Linked DNA regions of Arachis hypogaea: region 2 is linked to region 1. Evidence: chromatin contacts called from public Hi-C data. All regions are on one chromosome and are shown on one strand. Each heading gives the region's core, a stretch centred on a gene start, on an enhancer-like site or on the middle of the called end of the contact. The rest is flanking DNA. Distances are from core to core; before and after follow the strand shown.

Region 1 (3,826 bases), core at 176-2,675:
TAATTTGGAAGTACAAGAATGCTTTCTACAAACCAGATGAGACGAATCATACCGTCGCTGAGCTGGATAGATTTGTCAAAAAAAGGGACAGCTGCACCAAGAACATAATAAGCACTCATCAAGAATCACAAAAACGAACAAATACACCATTAGCACACAACTACCTGATTCGATACTTCCCTTGACAAGCTCAATCAGCCCCTTCAGTGCTTTAGCACGAAGAATTAGAGCCTTAAAATCCTCATCATCATCATCTGTTTTCTGTTTCTCGACAACCTCTACACATTTATCAGCAATTGCAGATGCCTTATCATCCTGTATAGCAAAACTTCATCTGAATAAATATGAACGGGACCAACACAAGAACTCGAAAGAAAATATTTTTCAAGGATTTGTAGATACGAACCTGCCCCAACTCTAGATAAAGACCAGCCTCAGCCTCAAGGGCAGCAACTACAATAATAAACCAAAATTCACATGAAATTACTAATATTAATAATTAAAAAAAAAAAAAAAAAAAAAAGAAACTACCAAGAAAAAGTGAAATTACCTCTGACACCCAAGTAAGCATTGGTTAATTCGTGAATACTCTGTAGCTTCTCCAATGCAATATCATACTCTCCCCTGAAAAAAGAAAAGAAAAGGTTTAAATTATACAAAACTCTCAATGAATTCAAACTAACTAACCAACCACCAAAACTGGAGCTCCCACATTTCTAATAAAAGACCAAAATCCGAACTTAAATAAATAAATGATAAGAACCTTTCATATTCCAAGGTGGACATAGCAAGCAAAGCAATCCCTTTAGAATTCTCATTTTTGGGGTCTTTGCCTTCAGTTAACTCAATCGTAAGGCAGTGCTTCAACACAAGCAAACCTAGTCCGTACGACCCAACTATTGACGAACCAAAAAGAAAAAAAAGACGTTAACTTCAATCATTAATAGAATCAATAAAGACAGTCTCGGGGTGTAAACCCTAAAAATGGCATTTTTGTTTTCAGTTTTTGGATTAATTACATGATTTGTCGGTCCTAGCGTGGTTTAAAGCGTAATTGATCATATTAATAGCATCAGGATTAGCCATGGACTTGTCGAGCTCCAAGCCATTGCCGTATGACCTAAACGATGTCGCAGCGAGAGGTGTGAGTGAAACGGGAGATGGTTTTGCAGTGAGAGACGCAAGAAATGATGCGGTGGAAGAAACAGAAGAAGCAGCTCTTGAGGATAACCTCGATGATGCTATGCGAAACATGATGGTTATTGTGAAGAAGGGGTGTGTTCAGAACGAGTAGCGTGTGAGACTCTGAGTGAAGTGTGACTGGGGGGTAGGGTTTTGGTTAAGAATGTTCCTCAAACTAGTTCGGTTTTAGGACGCGTTTGGTTCGGCGTTTAAATCATGAAAAGTACTCAAGTGTGTTGAATTAATTATCCATTTTGGCCCTGTAATTACTTATTTTGGTCTTTGATGAATAAATGATCATTCGTATCCATAAAAGATGAAAACACTGACATATGTACTCATACTAGATCGAAACTAAACTTGTACCCACGTAAGATGTCTGCCGTGTGATAAAAGTACCCTACGTGGCACTCCAACCTTCCAAAGACAGGGTACTTTTGTCACACAAAAAGTATCTTGCGTGGGTACAAGTTTAGTTTCGATTTAGTGTGGGTACATATGTCAGCATTTTCATCTTTCATGGATACAAGTGGTTATTTATTCTTTAAAATTATCTATACTGGTCCTCCAGATTTAGATTTGGACACCAACGTGGTCTCTCAACCCTTTTCGGTAATGACTCAGCAAACGGAGTGCCATGGTGGCACCCTCTCTACCACGCTAAACCCTACAACGGCTAGATAACGTGGCGAGGGTTGTATTTGTACCCAATTTAGTCCCTAAAACCCTAATTTTCTCTCATTTATCTGAGTTGGGTTCTTCTTCAACTTCCGTCTTCCTTCCTCCTATCTTCTTATTCTTCTTTATCTTCTTCTCTTCTTGTTTCTCTTCTTCTTGTTAAATCTTTGTCATTCATCGCTATTAGTTACAGCATCATGGTGGGTGGTGGAAGCATCGTAGCTGGAAACTCGATTCGCTCTCCTTCAAGCGGTAACTAGGTCAGGTCACAAAACCGGAACAGAAATACGAGGGTGCCGGAATAGTGTGGGTGCGGTTACCGTTCAGTTCTGCGATGGTCTGGAACAGAATCAAATCCAAACAAGCCATTTTATGGATGTCCCAATTATAATGTAAGTTAAATATATAATATTTTGTTCATTTGTTCTTGCCTGCTTCATTTCATCATCTTTTGTTGGTTCATTTCAGACAAGAAAAAAAGACTTAGTGCGGTATGTTTGTCTGGGTTGACATTGGACAAGAGAAAAGTGCTAGAATAGTAGATTTTGATAGAGTCAATGGTGGAAAGAAGATGAACCTAGCATGGAGGGTTGGGAGGTTGGAAGATGATGTAAGAAGTTAGAAATTCATGACCCATTTGTTGATGGTATCTGTGTTTATGATGGTAGTGTTTTTGTTAGTGATGTGTTACAAATTTTGAAGAAAAAATTATGGAAGAATTTTTGTAATGTAATGTAATGGAAGATGTATTGTGTAAAAATATTTGAATAGAATGAATAATTTAATTTGTGGTATTCCTGTGACTTACACATGACTCAACAAAATTGAGTTATATTTAAATAGGATTACAATAGGCAAGTTAAACTAACAAACCAGATTTATATTAAATTAGTTATCATAGTTGAACAAAAAAGATGCATAACCAAGCATCATGAGTATTAACATCAAAAGATCCACTGTGATATCAAAATAATCAGGACTGATCTTAGTAGTCATTGTCTAAATTTTAACAAAACATTAAAGGTCTAATGTCACATACTAATTTTCATAATCTCCCTAAACACATCTAACTAATTTCTTCAAGTCTTTTTTTTTTGTGCTTTGAAACTGAGAGTAGGCACAAATTTCATTAAACTTGTCATCCTTGATTGTTGTTCCTGAGTTAGCACCCTGCAATGGATTGACTGTGACAGAACTTGGCGGTGGAGAACTTCTTCTTCTTTCCGGCAACTTTGCAGGCCTTATATTTCCAGCAACCTATATCATGTAAAAATATTTAGGTTCTAAAGTCAAAATAGAATAATTTTCTGGTGGATCACCTCCCCCTTCGCCCTTTTTGTTTTTTGCAGCAGCCTCAACCTCAACTACAGCAGCAGCAGCAACAGCTGCATCAGCCAATCTCTTCTTTTTGCAACCTCTCGGTGTGACCTTTATCACCACAATAACTGTAAGTAAATTTTTCAAGCTGCCTTTTCAAATGAGTGTTATCGTTGTTCTTAGTATCTAGTCTCGATCTCTTGCCTCCTCCATCTTTTTCATCCGAATCCATTCTTCTTTTCATCTTTAATTTTTCTGGTGGTCGCTTAACCTTTGGTGCACATGGCTTATTAAATTCTGAAACCTCCCACAGCGGTTGTCCAAGTATTGGATTTATGTGATGGTTATATATTGCCTTGTATGATTCTATGGTCACCAATGGATGACAAAAATTTTCTGGGGGCTTATTCACCTAGACAAGGCAGCACATGCATGTACAAAGAAAATTCTTACAAGAATGCAGCAAATATGAAAATATTTAGACAATAATATTAAAAGAAAATGAAGTAGATTAACATTATAAATATTACTTGTTATCATCCAGAATTGGCATGTGCATAATTTTTTTTCCAAATCAACAACATGGTTTGTGGGATATCCATAAACCTTAAATTTTTCACAGACAAATATTATACATTATACACTATTT
Region 2 (3,988 bases), core at 312-2,811, 150 kb before region 1:
GGGTGACTCTTGGTTGGTTATACAGATACTTGTCTAAGCTTCCCTTGGGCATGTAGTCATAGACAAGAAGCAACTCCCCTTTACGACGGCAGTATCCGAGGAGAGGAACCAGATTACGGTGGCGGAGGCGGCCGATACTAACAATCTCTGCCACAAATTCCCTCATCCCCTGCCTAGATTCATGGGACACCCTCTTCACAGCAACCTCAACCTTAGAAGCTGGCATCACACCTTTGTAGACCCTTCCAAATCCACCACTTCCCAAAAGCTCCTTCTCCTTGAACCCCTTTGTTGCAAAGTAAAGATCTTTGTACTTAAACCTGTGAGGACCGTATTCCATTTCCCAATCTTCAACCAACTCTGAAAACTTCTTCTTTCTTCTTATGAAATAAATCACCGCTAGAATCACCACGAACACCACAGTGAGTGAAATCATAGGTACCCCAATAGTGAGAGCCTTTGATTCCTTTCTTTCACCTAGCCTTGGAAGCTTTGGGAGTTGAGAAATAAGAAGCGGTTGAGCTTGGCCATTGATCTTAAAGCTCCAACCAAGAACATAATGGGAAGTTAAAACTGAACCGGTTGAGGAAGAGAATCCAACATACATGGTATTGTTTAGAATCGGTGAAAGATCTTTGGTCAATGATAATAAGGGCTTTTGCGGCTTTTCAACGTTGGTTGGTGCTAAAGTAACATCAATTTGCTTCTTCACACCATCGTATTCCACCCAAACTTGCATAGGGTAGCCACTGATAAGGCTCAAATTCTTGAAACCGGAATTACTATAATACCCTGCAGGTTGTGACTGTGCTGATTTCAAATCATTTATATCGATTCCAACATGGTTATCGTTGATATCAAAGAACTCTGTGCTGAGAATGGTGTCAAGTTCCACACCAAACACATGATTGGTTGCGTTTCCATTGTTCGTTTTGTTGAAGAGGCCGAGGTACTGGCTTGGTAGAGAATTCGGAAGCCCTCTCTGCGGCGCAATCACGAAAACAATCCCATGGCCACTCAGAGCTGAGTATTGAGACCGTATTGCAAAAACAAAAGTAGTTGAGAAAGAAAAAACTTCTTCGTTATTGAAACCGGAAGTGGTGTTCTTAAAAGTAACGGAATATGGATAGAACGCGTGACCTTTCTCTTGTTTTGTGTCGTTTGTAAGTTTTAAAAGACCGTTGGTTGTTATCCCCGCGATGCCATCCAGGGTCAAGTTTGAAGACTGGAAGCCATTGTTATAGATGAAGTTGGTGTTATAATCTTCATTTGCTACTACTGCCATTTCCACCTGCAAAAACAGCACTGCAAGAAGCTTTAGAGACATGGCTATACTGTGCATTATTGCAAATTGTGCACTGTGGTTGTTCTTATGGTCATGGTCAATGGATTTTGTCTTGAGAATATATAAAGACGTAAATCATACACATATTTAAATTTGAAGCACGAATTTTAGTTTAAATATTTTACTTGGAGACGAAACGTTTCAAATATATCCTCTCCAGGTTGTAGGTTGAAACTGAGCGATGTATCAATATCATTGATTCATTGTCATTTTCCCAAAAAAAAAATTTGGAATGCGTCATTATTATTATTATTAAAGAGAAAGATAAGCCAATGAGTTATAGTTCAAATGACATAGTCTCTCCATACTCTTAACTCAATTAAGAGGTTGCGGGTTCGAGTATGCTATCTTTGGTAAAAAAAAAAAAAAAAGAGAGAGAAAGATAAACAGGTAGTTGATCTTTTGGCCCTCAAAAATTTAAACTTAAAATATATTTTTAAATTTTTAAAAATTTAAATGTATGTGAGCCAAAAGGTGAAAGATCTATTTATCCTTTTTTTTGGAATTTAAATTCTCTAAATTTTAAATTTTTATTTAAAGAAATGAAATGTAATCTCGTTGAATGATTTTTTTCTTATATTTTTTTTATTTCACCTAAAATGTAATCTCGTCGAAGATTTTTTTTTTAATGTAGAATTTTAGATCCATCACTTCATTTCTTTTATTTTTGGTGTGATCCGTGATCTGTCACTTTCTATCTTATTATTTGCTGTTCTAATTTTTTACGAGTGCTGTAAATATAGGGCGCCTTAAAATACTATTCATAAAATTAATTATCTTTTGTTTTATTTATTTATTCTCTCTATTCTATGATTATTTTACTAACATTTTCTTCTTTATTTTTTCAATAATAATATTAAATATAAATATAATTTGTTTAGTAAATAATTATATAAAAACAAATAGAATTTTAAAAGTGAAAAATTATTTGAAAGCAAATGGAACAGTTTTTTCTAATTTTTTTAGTTAATTAGTCCTCAAGATAAGGGATTTTTTTAATATATTTTTTAATTTTTTTATTTACTAAAATAGGTATTTAGAATTAATTTATATTTTTAGGTTTCATTATTTATCTTGTTTATCGTATAAACAAATTAAAAAGGTGTTCCATCATGCATATCTTGTCCATCGAATATTGCCTCTACATTCTGGTATTGGCGGATGGCTTCCAAGTTCAAAGACGACAGATGGGGAGGGTACTCTTGTGTTCCAGAACCGGAATCTCCATGGACTGTTCATGTACCTCTTCGAATATCATCATCACTGTCCCCACCAATATCGACCGGCTCCTCATCCAAATCATCATCACACAGCGCATTCTCAACTCGATCCGGTCCGGCCTCAAATCCAAAATCAGGCACAACAGGAGGCACACTTGCATGAACAGCCCCAACACATTCGGGCTCAGGAATCAGAATTGCCGCTGCTACCACAGGCATCGATGTCGAGGATTCGGTGCCAATGCCCCGGAGCTCTCCACACCATCTTCCAACTTCGCAAGCAGCTCAGGTATCCTCACCTCCGGAAAACTATGCCTGCAGTGAAACAAGACCTGCAGGTCTTTATCCGACCCTATCACAAAGATCTCATATCTCACACCAGTTGACACAACGGCAACGAAAATCTTGTAAAACAACTTTTTTACCCACTTCGTCCCACATGTACCGAGCTTCCGTAATATGCTGAGCTTAATCTCTGCCAACGTACTCGAAGATCGGATAAAAATACTAAGCGGTTCTCTATCTGTGAATTTCACACCATGTCTTTTGCTCTTTTGAATTTTTTCAGAGCCACAAAACTATCCTCCCCTCCATTTGTAAATAACACTCTACCTCTCCACATTTGGCCCCTCCATGATTTATATAGACAGCCCCATTCACACATACTAAACGTAAACCGCTATAGGTTCCAGCGGTTTATGCACGCAAACCAACGCACATAAACCGCTACTGGCAGTAGCAGTTTATGCCCAACTCAGTTCAAACAAAAACGGCAACAGGTACTAGCGATTTCTGTGCTGCCAAGTTTGCTCTTATTCCGCGGCTGGCAATAGCGGATTCTGTTCACTTGTAAACCACTATTGGCAGTAGCGGTTTATATAAATACGTGAAACAATGTATTTGTATTTTCGTTTTAGAAACAATATATTTACGTAATTTTAAAGGTGAAACAATGTATTTAAGTGAATTGCCCGTAAAAGTGACAAGTAATAAGACCAAAAATATAAATTGATTCTAAATTATCTATTTTAATAAATAAAAAAATTAAATTATTTATTTAAAAAAATCCCAAGATAGGATACATTGAAATCTTCCGGTATTTGGCTACTTGCCATCCATCATGTGATTTAAATGAGACAAATTGATAATTTAATATTGCTATAATAATATTCTAGCGACAGTAGTGGCAAATGGAAAAAATCAAATGGGAACATGAGAATTTCTGGTTATGGAAGTTTCAAATTTCAAAGTCTGGTGGTTGCATTCAAATAATGTGTTCCTGTATGGGAAGAGTGGACCCAGAAAAAAGAAAAGCTATTATCTTTTGTATTATTTCATAATTGTTAGCACTGTAATTTTGCAAGTTATTATCGATTGAACGGTGATAAACGGTGGATGTTACAATACACTGATCTTTGGAGTT

Evidence for each region. A called contact is a pair of places that touch in the nucleus more often than the background predicts.
Region 2: a Hi-C map of an unstated tissue shows a contact between it and region 1, with 4 times the contacts expected there. The contact joins the promoter of LOC112743537 here to the promoter of LOC112743536 in region 1. A contact is called at or near these places in 2 of 8 Hi-C or Micro-C datasets (leaf and an unstated tissue).

The regions. Positions count from the first base shown.
Region 1 is chr14:97,237,962-97,241,787 of arahy.Tifrunner.gnm2.J5K5, reverse strand. It overlaps LOC112743536, which reads right to left and starts at 1,425. Exons shown (of 12, transcript XM_025792783.3): 1 at 1,020-1,425; 2 at 764-896; 3 at 551-624; 4 at 407-453; 5 at 165-315; 6 at 53-91. The coding sequence starts at 1,254.
Region 2 is chr14:97,383,500-97,387,487 of arahy.Tifrunner.gnm2.J5K5, reverse strand. LOC112743537 (L-type lectin-domain containing receptor kinase IV.1) reads right to left here and starts at 1,561. Exons shown (of 2, transcript XM_025792784.3): 1 at 1-1,561. The coding sequence starts at 1,342.